6 separate regions of the Mus musculus genome follow, and regions 2, 3, 4, 5 and 6 are each linked to region 1. A link is a contact called in public Hi-C, HiChIP or PLAC-seq, Micro-C and promoter capture Hi-C data. All regions are on one chromosome and are shown on one strand. The core of a region is the stretch at or near the end of the contact, and the rest is flanking DNA. Distances in the headings are between cores, read along the strand shown.

Evidence for each region. A called contact is a pair of places that touch in the nucleus more often than the background predicts. HiChIP or PLAC-seq counts read pairs in DNA pulled down with a chosen protein or histone mark. Capture Hi-C pulls out chosen DNA fragments and counts their contacts.
Region 2: an H3K4me3 HiChIP or PLAC-seq map of forebrain shows a contact between it and region 1, with 2.8 times the contacts expected there. The contact joins the enhancer-like site here to the promoter of Rprml in region 1. A contact is called at or near these places in 6 of 39 promoter capture datasets (the C10 cell line, the SN4741 cell line, cranial neural crest and 1 more), 5 of 484 Hi-C or Micro-C datasets (the AML12 cell line, embryonic stem cells, myocytes and 1 more), 5 of 115 datasets of contacts at active chromatin or transcription factors (embryonic basal ganglia, embryonic stem cells, forebrain and 1 more) and 1 of 9 other capture datasets (embryonic stem cells).
Region 3: a Micro-C map of embryonic stem cells shows a contact between it and region 1, with 2.1 times the contacts expected there. The contact joins the promoter of Crhr1 here to the promoter of Rprml in region 1. A contact is called at or near these places in 7 of 39 promoter capture datasets (cranial neural crest, embryonic stem cells, liver and 1 more), 4 of 484 Hi-C or Micro-C datasets (all in embryonic stem cells), 1 of 115 datasets of contacts at active chromatin or transcription factors (stem cell-derived neural progenitor cells) and 2 of 9 other capture datasets (adipose tissue and embryonic stem cells).
Region 4: a promoter capture Hi-C map of pancreatic islet shows a contact between it and region 1. The contact joins the promoter of Nsf here to the promoter of Rprml in region 1. A contact is called at or near these places in 11 of 39 promoter capture datasets (the 3T3-L1 cell line, cranial neural crest, embryonic stem cells and 6 more), 4 of 115 datasets of contacts at active chromatin or transcription factors (craniofacial prominence, embryonic basal ganglia, embryonic stem cells and 1 more) and 2 of 9 other capture datasets (macrophages and pancreatic islet).
Region 5: a contact with region 1 is called in a Hi-C map of the N1E-115 cell line, with 3 times the contacts expected there. The contact joins the enhancer-like site here to the promoter of Rprml in region 1. A contact is called at or near these places in 2 of 39 promoter capture datasets (liver and stem cell-derived epiblast-like cells), 1 of 484 Hi-C or Micro-C datasets (the N1E-115 cell line) and 1 of 9 other capture datasets (liver).
Region 6: a contact with region 1 is called in an H3K27ac HiChIP or PLAC-seq map of epiblast stem cells, with 5 times the contacts expected there. The contact joins the promoter of Arhgap27 here to the promoter of Rprml in region 1. A contact is called at or near these places in 10 of 39 promoter capture datasets (the 3T3-L1 cell line, the SN4741 cell line, cranial neural crest and 5 more), 7 of 484 Hi-C or Micro-C datasets (cerebral cortex, embryonic fibroblasts, embryonic stem cells and 2 more), 13 of 115 datasets of contacts at active chromatin or transcription factors (bone marrow-derived macrophages, embryonic basal ganglia, embryonic forebrain and 9 more) and 1 of 9 other capture datasets (adipose tissue).

The regions. Positions count from the first base shown.
Region 1 is chr11:103,647,809-103,650,982 of GRCm38.p6, forward strand. Rprml (reprimo-like) reads left to right here and starts at 1,701. Exons shown (of 1, transcript NM_001033212.2): 1 at 1,701-2,772. The coding sequence starts at 1,973. The coding sequence ends at 2,326. It overlaps 1700072I22Rik (RIKEN cDNA 1700072I22 gene), which reads left to right. Exons shown (of 2, transcript NR_131143.1): 2 at 798-1,205.
Region 2 is chr11:103,331,462-103,334,254 of GRCm38.p6, forward strand. Arhgap27 (Rho GTPase activating protein 27) reads right to left here. Exons shown (of 18, transcript NM_001205236.1): 13 at 2,550-2,672; 14 at 2,379-2,477; 15 at 2,110-2,187; 16 at 1,884-2,018; 17 at 1,690-1,795; 18 at 23-1,579. The coding sequence ends at 1,402. Among named protein-coding and RNA genes, the nearest start is that of Arhgap27os3, 12 kb to the right of the region's middle. Within about 2 kb of position 1,305, at least 33 of the 459 cell types and tissues checked have an H3K27ac peak or open chromatin away from gene starts, as enhancers often do. A contact at or near this core is called in forebrain and trophoblast stem cells, where this site is marked.
Region 3 is chr11:104,131,247-104,134,172 of GRCm38.p6, forward strand. It overlaps Crhr1 (corticotropin releasing hormone receptor 1), which reads left to right and starts at 1,535. Exons shown (of 13, transcript NM_007762.5): 1 at 1,535-1,858. The coding sequence starts at 1,826.
Region 4 is chr11:103,952,558-103,955,684 of GRCm38.p6, forward strand. It overlaps Nsf (N-ethylmaleimide sensitive fusion protein), which reads right to left and starts at 1,499. Exons shown (of 21, transcript NM_008740.4): 1 at 1,413-1,499. The coding sequence starts at 1,424.
Region 5 is chr11:104,105,075-104,108,076 of GRCm38.p6, forward strand. No RefSeq gene overlaps it. Among named protein-coding and RNA genes, the nearest start is that of Crhr1, 26 kb to the right of the region's middle. Within about 2 kb of position 1,432, at least 19 of the 459 cell types and tissues checked have an H3K27ac peak or open chromatin away from gene starts, as enhancers often do. A contact at or near this core is called in the N1E-115 cell line, where this site is marked.
Region 6 is chr11:103,362,330-103,365,473 of GRCm38.p6, forward strand. Arhgap27 (Rho GTPase activating protein 27) reads right to left here and starts at 1,363. Exons shown (of 18, transcript NM_001205236.1): 1 at 940-1,363; 2 at 1-5. It overlaps Plekhm1 (pleckstrin homology domain containing, family M (with RUN domain) member 1), which reads right to left. Exons shown (of 12, transcript NM_183034.2): 12 at 1,946-3,144.

The sequences.
Region 1 (3,174 bases), core at 451-2,950:
TCTATACATACATAGGGGGGAGTAAAAATTAAGAGTTCATACACATCAAACTGTGCCAAATCTTGCCAGGATTCATGGTACAGACAGAGAGTGTGTAATGACCTGGGTTTGGGTCATACAGGACGCCCATTTCTGAGCTGAAGGAGCCTGAGAGCCTAGGTCTACAGAGGCAATGGCCAGACTGTATGTGAAAAATCAAACCCTGATACTACCTGAAAGCTAAGCACAGTCCCTGTAGCAAGCAGGCTTGAACTTGGCAGGCAGCTGACAGCATCCCTAAGTTTGTCCCTAAATCCCAAAGGACACGGTAGGAAAAGCAATACGTCCCCACAAACTAAGACTACTCTATGCCTCCCTTCTGCTGAGCCCAAGGAATACTTTTCTGTACCCCACCCCCAGGCCTGCCTGCCTCTACGCAAAGCTTCCTGCCCCGCCCCTCTTCAGGCAGCTGGACATAGGCAATTGGCTGACTCTTGTCCCAGCAAGAGCGGGGAGGGGGGAGCCGGGTAAGAGCCCAGGCTTGTGTTTAGTTTGGTGATCTTCGCTAGCTTCCAGGGGTCCTAGCTCGCTCTCTCTACCTTCACACTACAGGTCAAAGGCAAACATCTCTCAACCTTCCTTTCACACCAAGTTACCCAGCAGGATCTACCCAGAGTGATGGAAGGGTAAGGGGGGCAGGAAGGAAAGATTGAGAGCTTATGGAGCAGGGCATTTGCCCCCACGTGTACTGAGTATGCTCACTGGAGCCGGGTTTCCCTGAAGTCCCCATACTCACTCTCTACTTCTACCTTTTGCAGCAGACAGCTGGACTACAGCTGGACAGAGTCAAGGACATGGGCTGCGAGTGCAGATTAAACCTCTCCGCCCCACCCCCACCCCCGCCCTGCCTTAAGCTGAGCAGAATAATGAGCAAAGGAATATAGGAGCATTTCTCTAAAGAAATTCTGGTGCCAAAAGCAAAGCACAGACTGTCTGAGCCAGATCCTTGCAGTACAAAACAGCATGTACGCTACAGTAGGCAAGACGCTGCATTCCCGGACACAAATAGAGACAACCAGGAGGAGGTTGTACCTAGGTAAGGACACTGGCCCACCCCAGACAGCAGGATTTTGCAGTTTTAGAGGGTTTTTCCCAACTTTTGCTGATCCGTGCTAAGTGATCTACAATGATTATTTCTATAAAATAAATAAAATAGAAACTCCGCCAAATGACTTAATTTTAATAAATATGTTAAAAAGAGGTGGCATATGGGGCCATGGTAAGAGGCAAAGAGCTCTTAGCTGTGACAGCCTTCAGCCAGGGAAAAGCTGAGAGGGGCCAGCAGAGACAATGTGGCACAGTCAGGCCACCCAGAGCCACACCCGTTGGAGTGGGCAATGCCGTGGGCCAAAGCTACCCCCCACACACACACACACAGAATGTAACAGAATGAAAAAGGCTCCAGACCGCCCCCATCCACAGTTCTGGGAACCCGCACCTTTGGGGCAGCTTTCGGCCCAAAACAGACAGCCTAGAGTGAGTCAAAGATTACTTGGCCCGAGGGCAGGAGCTGCCTGAACACTCTGACCCTGTCCAGCGGGCTTTGCGCAGACAGCACGCTGGGAGGGGTTCGTGTCCCCGCAGCTTGGGCGACGCGAGTGGGTTGGGGAAGGGCGGGGCGGGGCGGAGCTCGGCGGTTGCCAGGGGCGGGGCAGCACGGCAGTCTCGGAGCTCCGTGGGCGACTGCCACGCACTGTTGGCTCTCTCAAGCTCGCGCGCCGCCTGTTGCTCTCTGCTCCTGGCCGCCGGTTTCCCGCTGGGGAGGTAGGCGGACCAAGAACCGCAGCGCGCGTGGGCGACTTCCCGCCTTCCTCTCCTCCTGGCGCAAGGGTAATCCAGGGACCCCCCGGGCGTCCCCGACAGAGCGGACGCCGCCAGCTCCCGGGCGCGTCCTAGCCTGCGTTCTCAGACCCCCCCCAGGCACCACGCCGGCATGAACGTGAGCTTCCTGAACCACAGCGGCCTGGAAGAGGTGGGTGGTGACGCCCGAGCCACCCTGGGAAACCGCAGCCACGGGCTGGGCACGTGGCTAGACTGCTGCCCCGGCGGCGCACCACTGACCGCCAGCGACGGGGTCCCCGCAGGACTGGCGCCGGACGAACGCAGCCTGTGGGTGTCGCGCGTGGCGCAGATCGCCGTGCTTTGCGTGCTGTCGCTCACCGTGGTCTTCGGCGTTTTCTTCCTGGGCTGTAACCTGCTCATCAAGTCCGAGAGCATGATCAACTTTCTGATGCAGGAGCGCAGGCCCTCCAAGGACGTGGGCGCCGCCATCCTGGGACTATACTGAGCGCCGGCCGCCCTTGCCAGAGTTGAAGCACCGCGAGGAAGAGACTACGGAGCCTCTTTCTCAAGGCTTTGGCCGCTGCCTGCGATCAACGAAGTACCTCGCACCACCCGGGTCTGGACACCATAGGACTCAGCGGCGGCGGTGCGCGAAGGGACTGTCATGCCAGACTCCGTCCTGTGTGCGCTCCAGCAGGGGCCGGGGACGCAGGGTTCTTCACAGGTTTTTTACAAAGAGAAGTTCGGGGCAGAGTGGGAGACAGGGATGGGGAGACGCAATGCGGGGCTGAGGTTAACTATGGCGGGGATGTCGGCCGTGTTGGTGGGGGCCAGCTCCAAGGAGGGCTCAGGGAAGAGGTGCATCGCTGAGATTTTGCATCTGATCTCGCATTGCGTCTGAGAAGAAATTTTGTAATAAAACCATAGCCGTCGGGCTTCCTTATACATTCTAACTGTGCCGTGTGTGTGTGTGTGTGTGTGTGTGTGTGTGTGTGTGTGTCTGTGTGTGTGTCTGTGTGTGTGTGTGTGTATAGGGAGGAGACCGTGACCTACTTCTTGCCCAGTTTGGTCCATTAAAGGAGCTATGGGGCAGATAGCTCTGAAGCTCCCTGGTTCTCAGACCAAGAGGAGAAAGAAAGGAACTGTTTTATCTTTTTGGGTTTTTTTTTTAAACGTTGTTTTTGTTGTCTTTTTTTGTGTTTTTGTTTCCTTTTTCCTACAAAGAACTGTTTTCTTCTACACTACTACTGTAGAGGAGGCAGGTCCTTTGGGGCAGCCAGACACTTAATGAGATTAATTGCTGGAAATTTTAGTCATCTTCATGAAATGGAAATGGAAAAAGAAAGCGAACAG
Region 2 (2,793 bases), core at 55-2,554, 320 kb before region 1:
TCTTCCAGGCTACTACCAGAGTACATTCGCCAAAGTAGGAGAATAAACATTTTATTTAACAGTTAGTCATTAGCTTGCCTTAGGACTTTAAATATATAGGTGTACAGCAAGAGGCCTCTATTTGTTCTCTTCTGCGCCCTGCTACCATCAGGGCTGGGCTTGCATCAGCCGTACTCACTGGGAGCCCCAAGCTCCAGAACGCATGCGTAGAACCCCTGCCCCAGGGCACAGTGCCAGGCACATGAGGACCCACAATAAATATGGACTGCATGAAACCAAGGGAGAAGCCTGTGGGAAAGGCTGGCATAGTCTGAATGCTCAATAAATATTAGCTATTATTGTTTGTTGAGTCAGTGGGGGTGGGTGGAGCTGGGGGCTCAGATCCATAGATTGAGGTGCACGAGGGAGGAAGCGGGCAGTTGACACAGGTTCAACTGTTTGCCTAAGGCTGTGACCTCCCGGACAGGCCTCTGCATGGCAAGTGGGTACCAGGTAGGCATCCAGCCAGCCAGGATGTAGACAGTGGTTGGGGGCTTTAGGTAGGCACCCAGCCAGGGTGTAGACAGCAGCTGGAGGCTTCTATTCATGCTGCCCCCCCAAACAGCTGTGGTAGGTTCCCTGCTGCCTTCGGGGGGCCCCCAACCTCTAACCTACACGAAGTGCTCCAGCATTTACTCTGGTCTACCTACAGGCTGTGCTGCAGTGGGGCAGGGGCGTGACTCCCTCTTCTAGAAGCTGGGCTTGCTGTGGGGATAGCCTTTGCAGGGAATCAGATCACCTATGGACCCCTGAAGTACTGTGACTTCTGCAAGCCCCAGATTGCCAGGTTTGGTATGTGGTTAGTATGAAGAACGTCTGTAGAGAGCGGGTGTGGCCCAAGGAGAGAGGGAAGCATCGGAAAAGTTCTCAGGAGGCCTGCATCAGGGTGGCACTGGAGCAGAAGGCTGAGGGAGGCAGTCAGTGGCCTGGGCTGGCAGCCAGGGTCAGTCCTCCCCTGGCAGCAGAGACAATGTCAGTAGCTGCTTCATGACCTCTTGCGTAGCATGGGGCCTACAGGGTCTCCACCAAGGCCTGGACAGGTACAGGCTTAAGGAAACCAGAACGCCCTCACCAAAATCCCCTCTCCCAGCTGTGGGTGGGTGGTGGTGGTGGAACTAGAAAGACATTCATTTCCCTCCACCAGGCACGTTCTCACATCCACACAATAGGCGGCGCTGTAATTAGGGAAATGGCCCTAATGGGGACGCGAGAGGGAGAAATCACATTTCATGAACTGCCCACCAGGGGTCACTGTACCCTCTGAATGGAAGGGCGTTGAAGTCACAGTGCAGCGGGGGTGGGAAGCGGAGAGCCTCAGAGGAGGTCCAGCCTCACGGCCTCCAGCTAACCCACGGTCCACAGTCAGTGCGGTGGGAAGATGTCCGCGCACTGATGTAGGATGAGCTCCACCACCTGGTTCTGGAACACCATGGTCATGGGCATGCTGGCCTCCTCCATCTCTGGCCGCAGCAGCGTGGGTCCGAACACTATGGCCACATTCTGCACAGTCATACGGTTCTGCTCGCCATGCTCGATGACCCTGCAGTGGGATTGGTGGGATTAAGAGGTTAGAGATTGGGGAGTCTCTCAACATGGGCTCCAGCCACGACTAGCCCTCCTCTTTTGCCCCAGGAAATACGGCTCGCTCACCGGCAGAGATGCTGGATGAGCAGTCGGAGCGTGTCCTGGTTGGGAGCTGGCAGCGTGCGCACCAGGTCACGCACGCAGCGGCTGCGCTGGGCTGGGTCCTGCAGCTCTGAGTGAAAGAAGGGACCAGAGATGGTCTGCTGGCTGTAACGAAAGCGGGCCAGCCTCCCCATCCCTCCTTTTCCCAAGCCACTCACTAATGGCTGCTATGAACTGGTGGAAGTGCGAGAAGGGGAAGAGAGGTTCCGGCAGCTCTCGGAAGAAGAGCTTCAGGGCACCCGTGATCACGTGGACGTCTTCCCAGCGCCCGTCGTCCAAGTCCAAGCGTTCATCTGCCGCAGGGAAGGGCCCAGGGGATTGAGAGGCAGTCAGCACCCCCACATTCCTCCAGGCCCCAGGGCAGGGACTGGAAAAAGGCCTCACCGTGATCCACCTTATAGCGCAGCTTCTGGATGGTAGCCAGGTTCCCACTGATGCGGTACAGCCCATCAATATCCAGCCCTGCGGGAAAGGAAATGGCTGACCCTGGAAGGACTGGGGCACCTGACGATTTCTACTCAGGGTTTTCATACTCGGAGTTTTTCCGGCTCCTTCTTCTTGACCCTGTGCTCACCCAGGGGGGGGGGGTCTCCACCCTTAGCTCCCTAAAAGCCGGTCGTGAGGCGCTGCCTTGTCTGCGCATGCATACATACCCCGGGCCTCGACGGTGCGGATGCATTGCTGCACGAAGCGTGGCACAGGGCTCCTCTCGCGCTCACACAGTTGAGCCAGCGCGCATCCAAACACCTGGTCTGGGGGAGAGGTTGGTCAGCGCTGCCCTGCCCCGCGCCACCTGAGCCCGGATCCCGGCGAACTGCAGGTACCTTTGATGTAGCCCTTGTCCCGCAAAGACTGCAGAGTGGGTCGTCTCTGTAGGAATTTACGGAGCTTGTGCCGGACTCTGCTCAAGTCGCTTTCCAGGCCTCCGGGGCTGAGCGAGGGTGAGGCTGTCACAGACCGAACTCAGTCAGCAGGTGGCAGTAATGGCCCTAGACTCTAACCAGGGCATCACTTCCCGTCCCCCAGCGGGGGAGTCTTCTGGTCGCCTTCCCACCTGATCCCATCGCA
Region 3 (2,926 bases), core at 285-2,784, 480 kb after region 1:
CTCTCTGGGGCTGACTGATGTGAGTCACTGCTTTGAACTGAAGACTTCAGGACTTTGCTTCACTGAACTGTGCATGCACAATGGCTAAGCCAATGTGACCAGTGGGTTTAATCAATGATCCGCCCGACTCTGCACCCCTACCCCATCCGAGCCAAGACCGCCAGGGACACTGAGTTGGGAATTAGGAAGGAGGGTGCCAACTGTGGGGATTTGGACAATCCACGCTCCCCTGTGCCTCAGTTTCCTCACTAGTAAACTGTCACATGACCTACAGCAACTCCAGCTCCAAAATGACTATTGCCTGGGCCTCTAAGCTGTGGATCTTGTCCAGTGTGCTGAGAACACAATGTAAGGAAGGGGAGTTGCACAAAGTAGTGTCCAGAGTCGCCAAGCTCCGCTACATTTTAAAATAAGCTGGTTCCCCCACTAGGACCTTGCCTCTCTCTTTGTGCTTCTGTGTACTCAAGATGGAGACCCGGACCTGAGAGGTGAAGATGTTTCTACCCCGACACTCCTTTTCTCCTTCTCTATCTCTCGCTGGGGAAGGAAAGGGGGATGGGGGAAGGAAATCAAAAGAACAATCCACCTAACTGGCCTGAAGGTGGCGAGAGCTGGTTTTAAGGCTGGAAGTGGAATTAGAAAGCCAACCTAGACGAAGACCCGGAGGTCTGGCGGGACAGCCCGCTCCAGCCCCGAGAGCTTGGCCAAGAGGGGGCGCTGTGGCCCCCTCCACGCCCTTCGGGCTGGATTCCCAGCTGCGTCCACAGCGTTGCGGCGCAATGCGCGCCCTGCTTTCCCCTCCTTACAGACTAGGTGCCCAGTCCGCTGTCACCACTTATCTTGGGGCCTGGACCAAAAAGACAGACGTTCAGTTCCAAAAACGAATGAATGAATGAGTGAACGAACGAACGAAGGATTCAAAAAGGAAGGGTTCCCGCCGCAGAGCATCAGTGTCCCAGCACATCCTAGGTGTGTTTAGGCCAAAGGCGCGCGGATCGGGAGGGGGATTCGGGCCCGGCCTCCCCTCCCCACTAAATTGGGGGCGGAGGTGAACCTCCTGGATGGCTGCAGGGCGGGAACCACCCAAATGTAGTTCTCAGCTTCTTTTTCCACGCAGGCTGAGTTTTGTGGAAATCGCCCTATTCCCCAGCGCCTACTAGCCTTCTAAATCCCGCCCCCCGAGCCCCACAAGTACCCCGGGATCCCCCGGACTCTTTTGGTCCGGACATCCAGCCTCACAGGAGGCTAGAGAAGAAAGGCTGCCTGCTCTCCAGCAGCCGCCTCCCGGATCCCCGGTTTTTCCCTAGCTGCGGTGGCAGCCGCCGCCGCCTGTGCGCCCCGCGCACTGCCGCAAGCCGGGGTGCGGGGAGAGGGGGTTCAGCACGGCCAGGGTGCGGGGATCCGGGCCGGGGTTGGGCAGTGGACCGAGGAGACCGGAGCCTGCAGCCAGCGGAGGGGCGAGGAGCGGAGGAGGGACAGGAGGGGAGCGGAGGGAGAAAGAGGAGGGGACACGAGGCGAGGGGGCGGGGAGCAGAGGCGAGAGGCAGGCGGACCGTGGGGGAGGCGACCGGGCTAGGCGGGATCCAGGCAGGAGAGAGGTAGCTGTGGGCCCAGCTGAGTGGGGAGAAGGCGACCAGACTTGCTCGCGCAGGGCGAGCCAGAGCCTGCCGGTGGGGCGGGGCGGGAGGGTGCGAAGCCGGGCGCCTGGGAGCAGCTCAGCGACCCGGGAGACTGGCCGCCCAACGGAGACCGCAGCCGCCCGCTCTTCGCTCTGGGATGTCGGAGCGATCCTGGCATCCAGGACGCTGACAGAGCGAGCCCGAGGATGGGACAGCGCCCGCAGCTCCGGCTCGTGAAGGTAAGAGAGGACCGACCTCCGGGTAATCAGAGGCGCTCCGGGCCGAACGAGCGCGGGACAGGCGTGGGCAGGGGTGCCGGAGGAGAGGATCGGGGAACCCGGCGCCACCCGGGAGGTTGGGGTTCAACCTGACGTCCTCTACCTGGACCTCTAAAGCCGGGCTTCGGAGACAGAGGGACAACTCTGGTGGAAAAAGAATGGGTGATGGTGAAACCGCTGCGGCGCCAGAGGAGGAGGGGGTCCGCCCACTCGAAGAACCGGCTTTGCGCGAAGAATCGCTGCAATCTTTGGGGCCGAAGCGCCATCCCCCTTAAGGCTCTGGATGGGATCCTGTCCCTGCTGGACACCCTCCGAGCCGGCCCTGTCCCGGTCTCAGGCGCTCTTTCCTGCCGGTTTTCCTCCGTAGAAAGCTTCAGATTCCGGAGATAGATGCGGCCCGCGAGTCGCGGCCCTTCATCGACTTAGCATCTCTGAGAGGCGATGGTGCGCGCACCCCAGTGTCCGGCCGATCCTCCGGGGTGCCACAGCCCCCCGGAGCGCAACGCATTCTCTCACTGGGCTCGCTCCTGCCACCGGGCTGGAGAAGCGGAGTTTCAGAAAGTCTTCAGAAGGCGTTTACAGTGCCTACTGGCTAAAGTTGGGGGCGATCTGGGGCTGCGCGGGGGTGGACAGAGCCCGGGAAGAGCTAGGTGCTTCGCAGCCAGGCCCGCAGCCTAAGGACAGGCGCCACTTCGCCGGCGCGTCCCGGAGCGCGCGCGCTCACTGGGTACCAGCACCTCAGCCCTGGTGCTGGAGAAGGTGAGTGGGCCTGGCGCTGCCGCCCGGCAGCCCCAATTGCCATGCCTGGGTCTCCGGACCGCTCAGGGCTGACATGGACCTCCTGAACCACAAGCCGAAGCACCGGGTTAACTGTGGCCAGGAAAGGCGATTGCGTTCAAAAGATCTAAGTGGTTGGGAGGAGCAGTGCGAATTGACTGGCTTTGATTTTTCCGTCAGTTATTAAGCCGACTGCTTTTACTTGTTCGAAAAGCATTTGAGTTAAACCACCACGCGTTTAAAATGTCCCCC
Region 4 (3,127 bases), core at 249-2,748, 300 kb after region 1:
GGAGGAGGAAGGTGACTCCGAAAGAGAGATGAGTCAAAACATTAGCCCAGCATTACTGAAGCCATGGAAGAATGTCTTCCATTAAGGAGGAGACGGGCAACACTGTCAGACGCTCTGAGACATCACGTGTAACAAGGATTGGGAAATGGGCATGAATTTTAGGGATGCATTTCAGTCCGACTGTGGTGGGCCCAGGAGGTAGCAGGTGGTAGGCAAATGAGAGTCAACACACACAGAAAATCACCAGACTTTGCCACTGGGGGAAAAAAAATGGTTAGAGGAAAAGTCTGTGGGGGCAGAGGGAGGGTTTAAGAGACCAGTGCATTCCAGAAGGGCTGATGATTCAGGAGAGGGGCTCCTGAGGAGGCAAAAACAGACCCTGAAATAGTTAAAAGGGTCAGCTTGAGATAAAAGGGGGATTATGAAAAAAGGAAGAGAAAAAGATGGAGCTAGTCTGATGACCTCTACCGTCTCTTTGGGACTTTAGAATCTCATGACCTACAATTCTCTTTAGACAGGACATTTACATATATGCATACATGTATGCAAACTTATTCAAATATTCAGGTGTAAGTGAATCAGTCAAGCACAACGTTAGTCTGTAATGACGCAGTTAATGTCCCCAGGTTTCGAACAGGGCAATCTCTGGGCAGGATCCATCCATCAGCGATATTAGCTCTGATGCCTACTGCAATAACAGCAGTGACCTGGCCCCATCTCTCCTCGCCAACCCCAATCCTACCCCGCCGTCCTACGAGCTTAATGGGGAAGTAAAATGTAAATCCCTGAGACTACAACACAGCCTGCTGCATTCGAATCGACTGTCATTTAGAAAAACAAAACGTGACACCCCAAGTCCATCTGCACGAAAGACATTGCTGCTTCACAGCTGATATGTTTCTCCCCAGGAGATGGTCTAAGGTTAGCCGTAAAAGTAATTTGCAGACCTCCCCTCCTCTTTTCATAACATTCATTTAGGAAGAACTAGAAATGGGTTCCCACACCCTCGCCCTGACTGCAGCAGACTACACCCCGCGGTTATCCGGCAGTGCCACCTCAGAAACCCTCGGAGGAGTGTGGAGGGCACACAGCGCTCGTCAGAGGGGGGCTCCAGTGGCCACTACCCTCAAGATGCTTGAAGGACGAGAGAAACGAGCCCCAGGGGATGACAAGGGAAGCACTGGAGACCCGGGGGACGAAGAGACAACCCTCGGGGAGGACAGAGTTTCTGAGCAGAGCTAATCCCCTGCCGCAGCTACACTGTCTCGCCTCCAGCGTTGCTCTGACCTCCCTTCCTTCAGCGTTCCTGGGTGCTCAGCCTCGCGCCCCTTCCCCGGAGCCCTCGTGGACCTCGCAGCAGTCGCGACCTCGGGCGATCCGCTGCGAGCCCGGGCTGCCCGGCCGCCACTCACCCGGCCCGCCATCTTCGCGGACACGTCCGGCTCCCAGGTTGCAGCTCCGCACTCTGCTGAGCCCGCCTCCGCCGCGCGCGTGCTCGCCGGCAGCCGGCCCTCGCGCAGGCGCGCAGCCGCCGGGAGGCCGCGCCCGCGCCCGGCCGCGTCCCCGACGCCCTTCCCCATCCCGTGCGAGCGCGCAGTCCGAGCACCGCCATTTTGGCTGAAGACAAGCTGGCCGCCTCACTGCTACCCGGTTTTCACAAAGCTGGCCACGTGGCCTTTTAATGGACTTTTAGCTTTCTGCTTCCAGACCTCTTAAAACAGAATGCGCCGAGAAAACCCCGCGTGGTTGCTGGCCTTTCCCCCAAAGGGGACTGTGGAGGGGGCGCGCAATAGCTAAAAGCTGGTTCTGAATTCGGATTCTATTCGAATCCGAGCTTTTCTTTGCAGGCACACTTGTTTTGAGAGTGAATCATAATTATATATGCGCTAGCTTTATAGTTCGATATTTTCATTTATAAGCACAACTTCTATCTTTTTTAAGGTGTTTGTTTGTTCGTTTGTTTTAACGTGCATTGGTATTCCGCCATCCACCTCTGCATGTTCAAAACTCTATTTTGAGTCCTCAGGAAAAAAAAAAAAACAATGCCACAGAAAAACTAAAATGATTTGGATAAGACAAAATACCAGAAGATAGTTCTATAAGCAGCACAGCAGTAAAAGTCTCACACAGGAAACAAGACAGGTGTACCCTGTCCTGCCAAGGCTGAAAGTGAGACTTTTAGCATGTAGCAGGACTTCAGGGTTAAGGAGGAATGTTTGACATAGCCTCCTCATATCCGTTCCCTTATGTCCTCTTCAGCACTTTTCTCTAAAGTACTCTTGGGTCCCCTTACAAATATATAATGTCATTTAAAATGTATGCAACATGTAAAAATAAGACATGATATCTATGAGAATACATGAGATATTCAATAAGATTACTCCCTAAAAGGAAAAGTAAAGTTGGAGGAACCCTCTTAGAGGAAAGTCTCTGGGATGGAATGGGTACCTCTTCCTGGGAGCAAACCTGAAGACCTTGAAATACTCTAAAAGGGAGATACTAGGGGTAGGGGGTGCAGCCTAATCAGTCCTGAGAAGCACTCAGCAGGCCCAGGGAACAGCAAACAAAAGGGTGTACACACCGACAGGGATAAAAGGGAGCTACAGGGGTATTTCCTATGCTAGGGTGGTCAAGATAGGGACCAGTTTTTAGTAACTGGTAAGTCAGTAAGTCAGAACCATTCACACTATCAATATCTTCACTGTAATGAGTGTCTCTAAGAAAGGACTCAGAACTAAGCAAAAATTATATTTGCTCAAGAGTTACCTCTCTTTCCAAGAATTCTGTACAGGATCTACGTTCTTATATCATCTTAGCATTGAAATTCTACTCAAGTTTTGCATCTGAAAGATTATTAAATTCATTGATATAACATACCTAACAGTGAAACCAGTAAGACCTAAAAGAAACTGGGAGCTTGCGTTCTTAAGGTGAAGTCTGTTTTCTGTGTTTATTGTTTTCTAACACACATTAAAATAAATTCAACCGGGGGCTGGTGAGATGGCTTAGTGGGTAAGAGCACCCGACTGCTCTTCCGAAGGTCTGAAGTTCAAATACCAGCAACCACATGGTGGCTCACAACCATCCGTAACAAGATCTGACGCCCTCTTCTGGAGTGTCTGAAGAC
Region 5 (3,002 bases), core at 182-2,681, 460 kb after region 1:
CAGCCATCTATCTACCCATTCAGGCAGGAGTTCGCCCGCTGAGCCACTCAGTTATGCAGCTGGTATACCTGAAGCCCTGCTGAGAACTGGGCACTGCCCGGCCTTTTGTGGATGCTTCTAGAAAACCCAGATTCTGATACTACCCTTAGGCAGGTGACACATTCTCTGTGCCTGAGTTCCTTGAATGGGAGGAGCTGGCCTGCCGACCACAAAACTCCTAGGGATCCTGCCTCACTTTCTGGAAAGAGATTTCTCATTTGCAGGCAGTAGCCTTCTTTCTCCCTGTCCTCAGAGGCTGCTGGCCAGTGCGCTGGGAGAACAGAAACAGAAGGGGACTCCGAGCTTAGGCGAGTTAGCCGTCCCCACAAGCTGACACTCCAGTTGTCAGGAGTGTGCTGGCCCTGGGACAGGAAGAGTCAGCTTTAGTGAGCACAAGGGGGGGATTGGCTGTGTCCTGGAGATCTGGAGCAGGGTTGATCCCCACAGTTGGAGAGCAGTATTTTAGAAGCCATAACTTGTATTTAGGATTCCTTCTGGCTCCTCAGCACGCCACAGCTGGAGTCCTACACTGGACACTTCTAGGACTCCCTTGTTGGGTAGAGAAAGCTCTCATCTTTTCTGGCCCCTTCCTTCTTCCTCCTGGCCTCCTGGCCTGGCCTCGTTTCTGGGATTGCTTCTCATGCTTCAAAGCCCACCCTTGGGGCTCTAGACAGCTAATTTGGCTGGTTGTCCCACCTACCAGGTTCTCCTAGGAATCTTTGGCTTCAGCCTAACTGATAGGCACAGAGGCAGAACCCTGTCACTCTGGTTTCTGTGAGTGCTACCACTCCCCTCCCCCATTAAAGTCAGCTGTAGCCAGCGCGCTCAGATCCCTGTCTGGGCCACATCAGTCTTCATAATGAAGGAGTCTGATTATGGGCTGTCTGGATGGCAGGTGGGCGGAAGCAGAGGGACAAGGCTGGAGAGAGGTGTTGTCTGAACCCCAGCTTTGATCCTGCCTGAGTAGAGCGATTTTCTCCACCTCCTCCTCCAACAACCAAAGCCAGGCAACAAACCTATAAAACCCACACTTTGAACCACATTGCTGGGCATGCTACAACACCCCAGGATCTAAGAGAAGGCTTGAGATGAAGGATAGAAGTTCCGTGAGCATAATACCTCCATGGGAACCCCTCCTCTAACCTTGCTGAGAAATCCTCCCCTCCTCTAACTGAGGCCAGAAACAAACCCCACAGCAGCCCCTGAACCCAGCTTAGAAACTGGAACTAAATAGCTGTTCAATAAATGTTGTCAAATAAGCCAGGTTCTAGCTCTAAGACTGTAGTGAAGGTTTCCTGGGAAGGAGCCAGTTCTGAAGGGGCTGGAGGGTATAATTTATTCACTAAGCAGCATGCTTTAAGCAGCGCTCGGGTTCCTGGCACTGTGCCAGCTGCTAAGGCTCAAGATGAGGAGAAAATTAAAATTCAACAGTCTGCATGGAGCTCTCATTGGCACTGGAAGCTATGCTGGGTTCAAGAGATAAGAGGGTAAATGACACAGATAGTCATGCCTGCATGGGAGCTACGTTCCTGCCAGAGGAGGCAGGTAATGAGGGAGTTAATTGTGAATCAGCAAGATGGTTCCACGTTGCGTATATGCTATAGAAGACACAGGTAGGTTTGGAGGAGAGAGGCCAGTCAAGTGGTTTTCTTTGGACAGGGGAATTCGAAGATCTGAAGACTGAGCAGTTAGTGCAAAGGCCCTGGGGTCAGAGTCTTCTGGTGGCTTTGAGGAACAGGAAAGACTGAAGTGTGGCTTATGCAGGATTGAGAGCAGGATGGGGTGCCTATGTCACTGTTCTCTGCACATGAACAGCAGGTCACAGCAGGGCTGGGAGCTGCCTGAGAGACAGGGATATTCAGGGAAGCCCTGAGCCCACCTAGAAGGAGACCACATTGGCACCAAGTCCTGACACTCACTGAGATAGATGTAGCTTCTCCCCAGGACCTGCTCAGGAGTGGCTCTAAAGGGACACCAGCTGCATGTCATGTTGGCCCCTCCCCATGGTGCCTTCCTTGTCCCAAGGCTTTTTGCAGCCTCTTTGGAGTGTCTGTGTCTGGAGTCTCCTGGGGGGAGTGAGCAAGAGAGTTTAGCAGATGCTGCTGTGTCTGGGTAATGTTATTACGGCGCTCAGATCTGCTTTCATCTCACTGGTTTCCCCAGAGCTTTGACTCTCACTGAGCCCAGCATCCAGCAAATAGCCCCATTGCTGCCTTTTATCTAGCTGACTTTCAACTTGAGACACCCTCTTCCAGTGCCCAGTTTCGGAACCAGAGGCCAGAAACAAACCCCACAGAGCTGCAGTCCTCGGAGTGGGCTGTGCCAAAGCGCACAGTGATAATGCTAATAATTAATGATGTAGCGATCGCTGCAGGTCAGCTCCCTGTTCGTTGGGGTCTGGATATGCCTGACACTATGCTAAATGCTGACTGTGCACCAAAGTAAATCTCACTGTCTCAAGACAGATGCCAGTATGCGGGTCAGAGAGGCTAACTCACTCAGCGAAGGCTGCTCAGAAATGTGAGCTCAGGGCTGAATACGCAACAGGCTCTCTCCACTGTGTGTAAATGAGTGGATCCCAAGGCCTGGATGATCACATTGGATCCTTCAAGAGATTTCAGGTTCCTCTTCGCTATCATTTCTGGTCCTGGGCCTGCAATACTGCACAGTGCAAAAAGACACTTACCACCAATCCTGACAACCCAAGTCCCCTCCCCAGGAACAAGAACCACAGCCCTAAGCTGTCCTCTGACCTTCAGACACAGGCTGTGACATGCACCTGTGTGCGCATCCGTGCACACATGCTTACGTATATAACTACACGTGCAACTCAATGTTTTACAAAGGAAAGTCTGACTCTGCAGGTTTGCAGCAAGTCTGAGAACGTTTTCTGTTAGAGGATAGATAAAGAGAGGAACTGTTGGGTTGAGGAGGTTTCCTGGGGGAACTGCAGTGCTCCTCTG
Region 6 (3,144 bases), core at 113-2,612, 290 kb before region 1:
AGACACTGGGAGGAGAGGCGGAGACCGACACTTAGTAGGGCTGTTCCTAGTCCCCAATACAGCTTGTCTGAGAGGATGCGGAGAAGCCATAATGTCTGTGCTGGAGCCCTTGAGGTCTCCAGGAAAAAAAAAAAAGGCATGGGGAAGGGGCTGAGTGGAAGGGGTGCTGATGGATAGGCGAGCAGAGCCCAAGAGTCAGTAGGCCCTGCTCCCCCCCACCCCCTCAACGCTCAGAGGGGTTTGTTGTCCTAGAGGACCTGGCGTTCCGCGGGCGCGATGCTCTGGGAATGCCCGGCGGAGTTGGCTGTCTTGTCCTGGCATGCACATTCCGAGCGGGGCCTTTTGCTCCCTGAATCACGAACTGTGAGCCCTTCACAGCAAGATTAAGAGCACTACCCATTCCGGGAGCACCTCCGCCCTCTGAGGCTCTCTCTGGGAGCAGCCTGTCCGGGCCTGGAAAAACTAGAGTCCCTTTGCAGGGACGCTCACAGACAGGGGAGTGCTGTGTCTCCGGTTGTGTGACAAGAGGACCTGTGCCTCAGATCCTTCCATTATCTGGGGTGAGCGAAGAGAAGGGGAGGGATGCGAGAGCGGTGAGGAAGGCGCCCTTAGCCAGTAGGTCTCCTGTATCTTCTGCTCCCGGTCGTCCCTAGCTATAGCGTCACCAATATCTAAGTCAGCACTGGGGGACTTCGGCTGGTTCACCTCTCGCCCCCAGACAGAAGGCAGCCCTACACCTAAAGCTCCTCCCCGGGGTTTGGGCCTCCGGGCCCTCCTCCAGGTTCGCACTGCTCTAGCCCCAGTGCAGCGAGAAGGGCAGGCGGTGCGCGGGGCTCTAGGGTGGGGACGGCCACCTGGGGGCACCTTTCCCGCCCTCCCAATACTCAGCGCCATCCTCCCCAACGCCATTCCCCCCTCAGTCCAGCCCGGCCCGGGCACCTTAGAACTTTCGCCCGCTGGCCTAGCTTCCACTTGTCCCGGCAGACGCGCGTGGGGTCCGCGTCCGGAGCTGCCTGCTCCACAGCCCTGCTCCGGCGATGCCCTGTTTCCTGTTCAACAATATAACCGGCGGAGAGCGCTCGGCAGAACTTCCTCCCAAGCCGGGACTGGGCTGTGCTTGCAAGAGACAATCCCCGGTGTCCTGGCTTCCTGTCCCCTCTGGGCCGGGCCAGCGCTCTAGGAGCAGAGACGCCACCCTCCCCCCTCTTCCCCAGGATCCTGGGCCACACCTGACTGTCTCCGGGGAGGAGGCGGTGGCAGGGCCTGGATGGAGATCTGCGGGGGAGGCAGTTTCTCTCAGCTTCTGACCAGATTAGACTCCCACTGACCCTCATCCTTGTCGGAGGAAGTCACCGGCCACTCTGCAGGCGGCCGAAGTGCAGTTGCGGGATCCTCCCATTTTGGAAACTACCTGCCTCTTGGGAAAGCAGCCTTAGCACTCTGAGGTGTGCCTGTGAACACTTCTGACAAAGGCAAGACCCAGTTTTTATTTTCTCTGGCTTCCAAGAAAGAGTGGGGTTCAACTAGATGCTCCATTAGGGGCCGCTGAGCAGAGAAGGGAGCCCCCCACCCCCACTAGGCCGATGTTCCTCTAGTGTCGCAGGGCTAAGGGTTCAGCTGGACAGCCCTCCACCAATTCCTTTTTCCATATTTTGACTTGACTAGTTTTGTCCACTAACAAGTCCACACTGAGGTGGGTATCTTAGGATCCATTAGGGAAGGCACAAAATGAAGGGGTGAGCTCTTTCCCTCCACTCTACCTTTGTCCTTTCCTAGTTGCCCTAGTCACTCTGCCAGCCAGCCAGGTCCTTGTCCATACAGCAACCTGATGCCCAACTGTGCCACAAGCTAGCCTGTATAGACATGGGAGTACCCATGAGTCTCAATTTACTCCCATTACATGCTTGTGGGGACGGTTAAACGAAATAGACACTAAACACAACGATGGTGAGCGCATGTATTTTATTAACCTGTTCCTTTCATTATAGGAGGCACTTTCTGGGGATGAGAACTCCAGTTTGCCCATCCCCCTCTAGACAGGGGAAAGGGGAAACTGCCCTCAGAGGCACTGTGCTGAAGGTGGAAAGACAACCAAAGACAGCAGCAGCAGCAGCGCAAGTGCCAGGCGCCTCCCCCGGGCCTGCCACCCCCAACCTCCAAATCCAGTTCCTCTCCCTTTGCTCTGAGCCCTGAGAACCTGCCTCAAAGATGGCCAAGGAGCACCCACCCACTGGCTGAGGGCGCTCAAGGCCAGGAAACGAAGCCCTGGATGTTGTCTTTTTCTGTCCCATTTTTCTGCAACCTGGTTTCCCTAGGAATTAATCTGTTTCCTTCTTTTGTCCTAACAGGGGCAGTGGGGGGTGGGGGTGTTTGGTGGGGGTGGGGGCTTCTCCTGGAGCTCCTGGGGAAGGCTAGCAGTAGACAGGCCTCTGGAGTCTTTAATCCGTGAGTGTAGGTGCCAGGGCCCGGTTTCCTTGTTTGCCTCTCTCCATGCCCAGAGTCCTGCTTTTACAGGGTGTGTGTGTGTGTGTGTGTTTGAGAGAGAGAGAGAGAGAGAGAGAGAGAGAGAGAGAGAGAGAGAGAGAGAGAGAAAGGCACCCACCTGCGCCCGCAGCCTACATTCCCTCACTTACCTCTTCTCCCTCGCTGCTTGGTCAGGCAAGTGTGCTCCATGGACCCTGAAATGCTCAGTGCATAGGACTAAGGGGAGCCAGGTAGTGTTTCCCCAGAGCCAAATGATTGAGATTCAGAAACAAGACTGCTTAGAAAGGCCAGCTCTTTACTGCAAAATCACTCAAATACCACACAGCAGCAGTTTCTCCTCTGCACTGCCAAGGCTCACTTGTCAGAATATTGCATAAAATAGCATTTTTTCCAATAGTGTGGGCACTGCTGAGGTTCACGTGAGCACTCTTCTGGTGGGGGCAAGTCTCTCACTTGAGCAGTCAGTCAGTCGCTTAGTCAAGGACAGGGCCAGCTCTTATGCTCGCAGCCCAGACACTGGGAGGGCTCCATCTCCTAGACAGGTTCTGGAATACCCTCATGTGACAGGCCCACAGGGGACAGACTCTTGCCCATTCAGGATCCCAAAACAAGGAAAGGAGGCTCTGATCAGGTTGTAGTTTGGGGGACGTGTTAATGCTA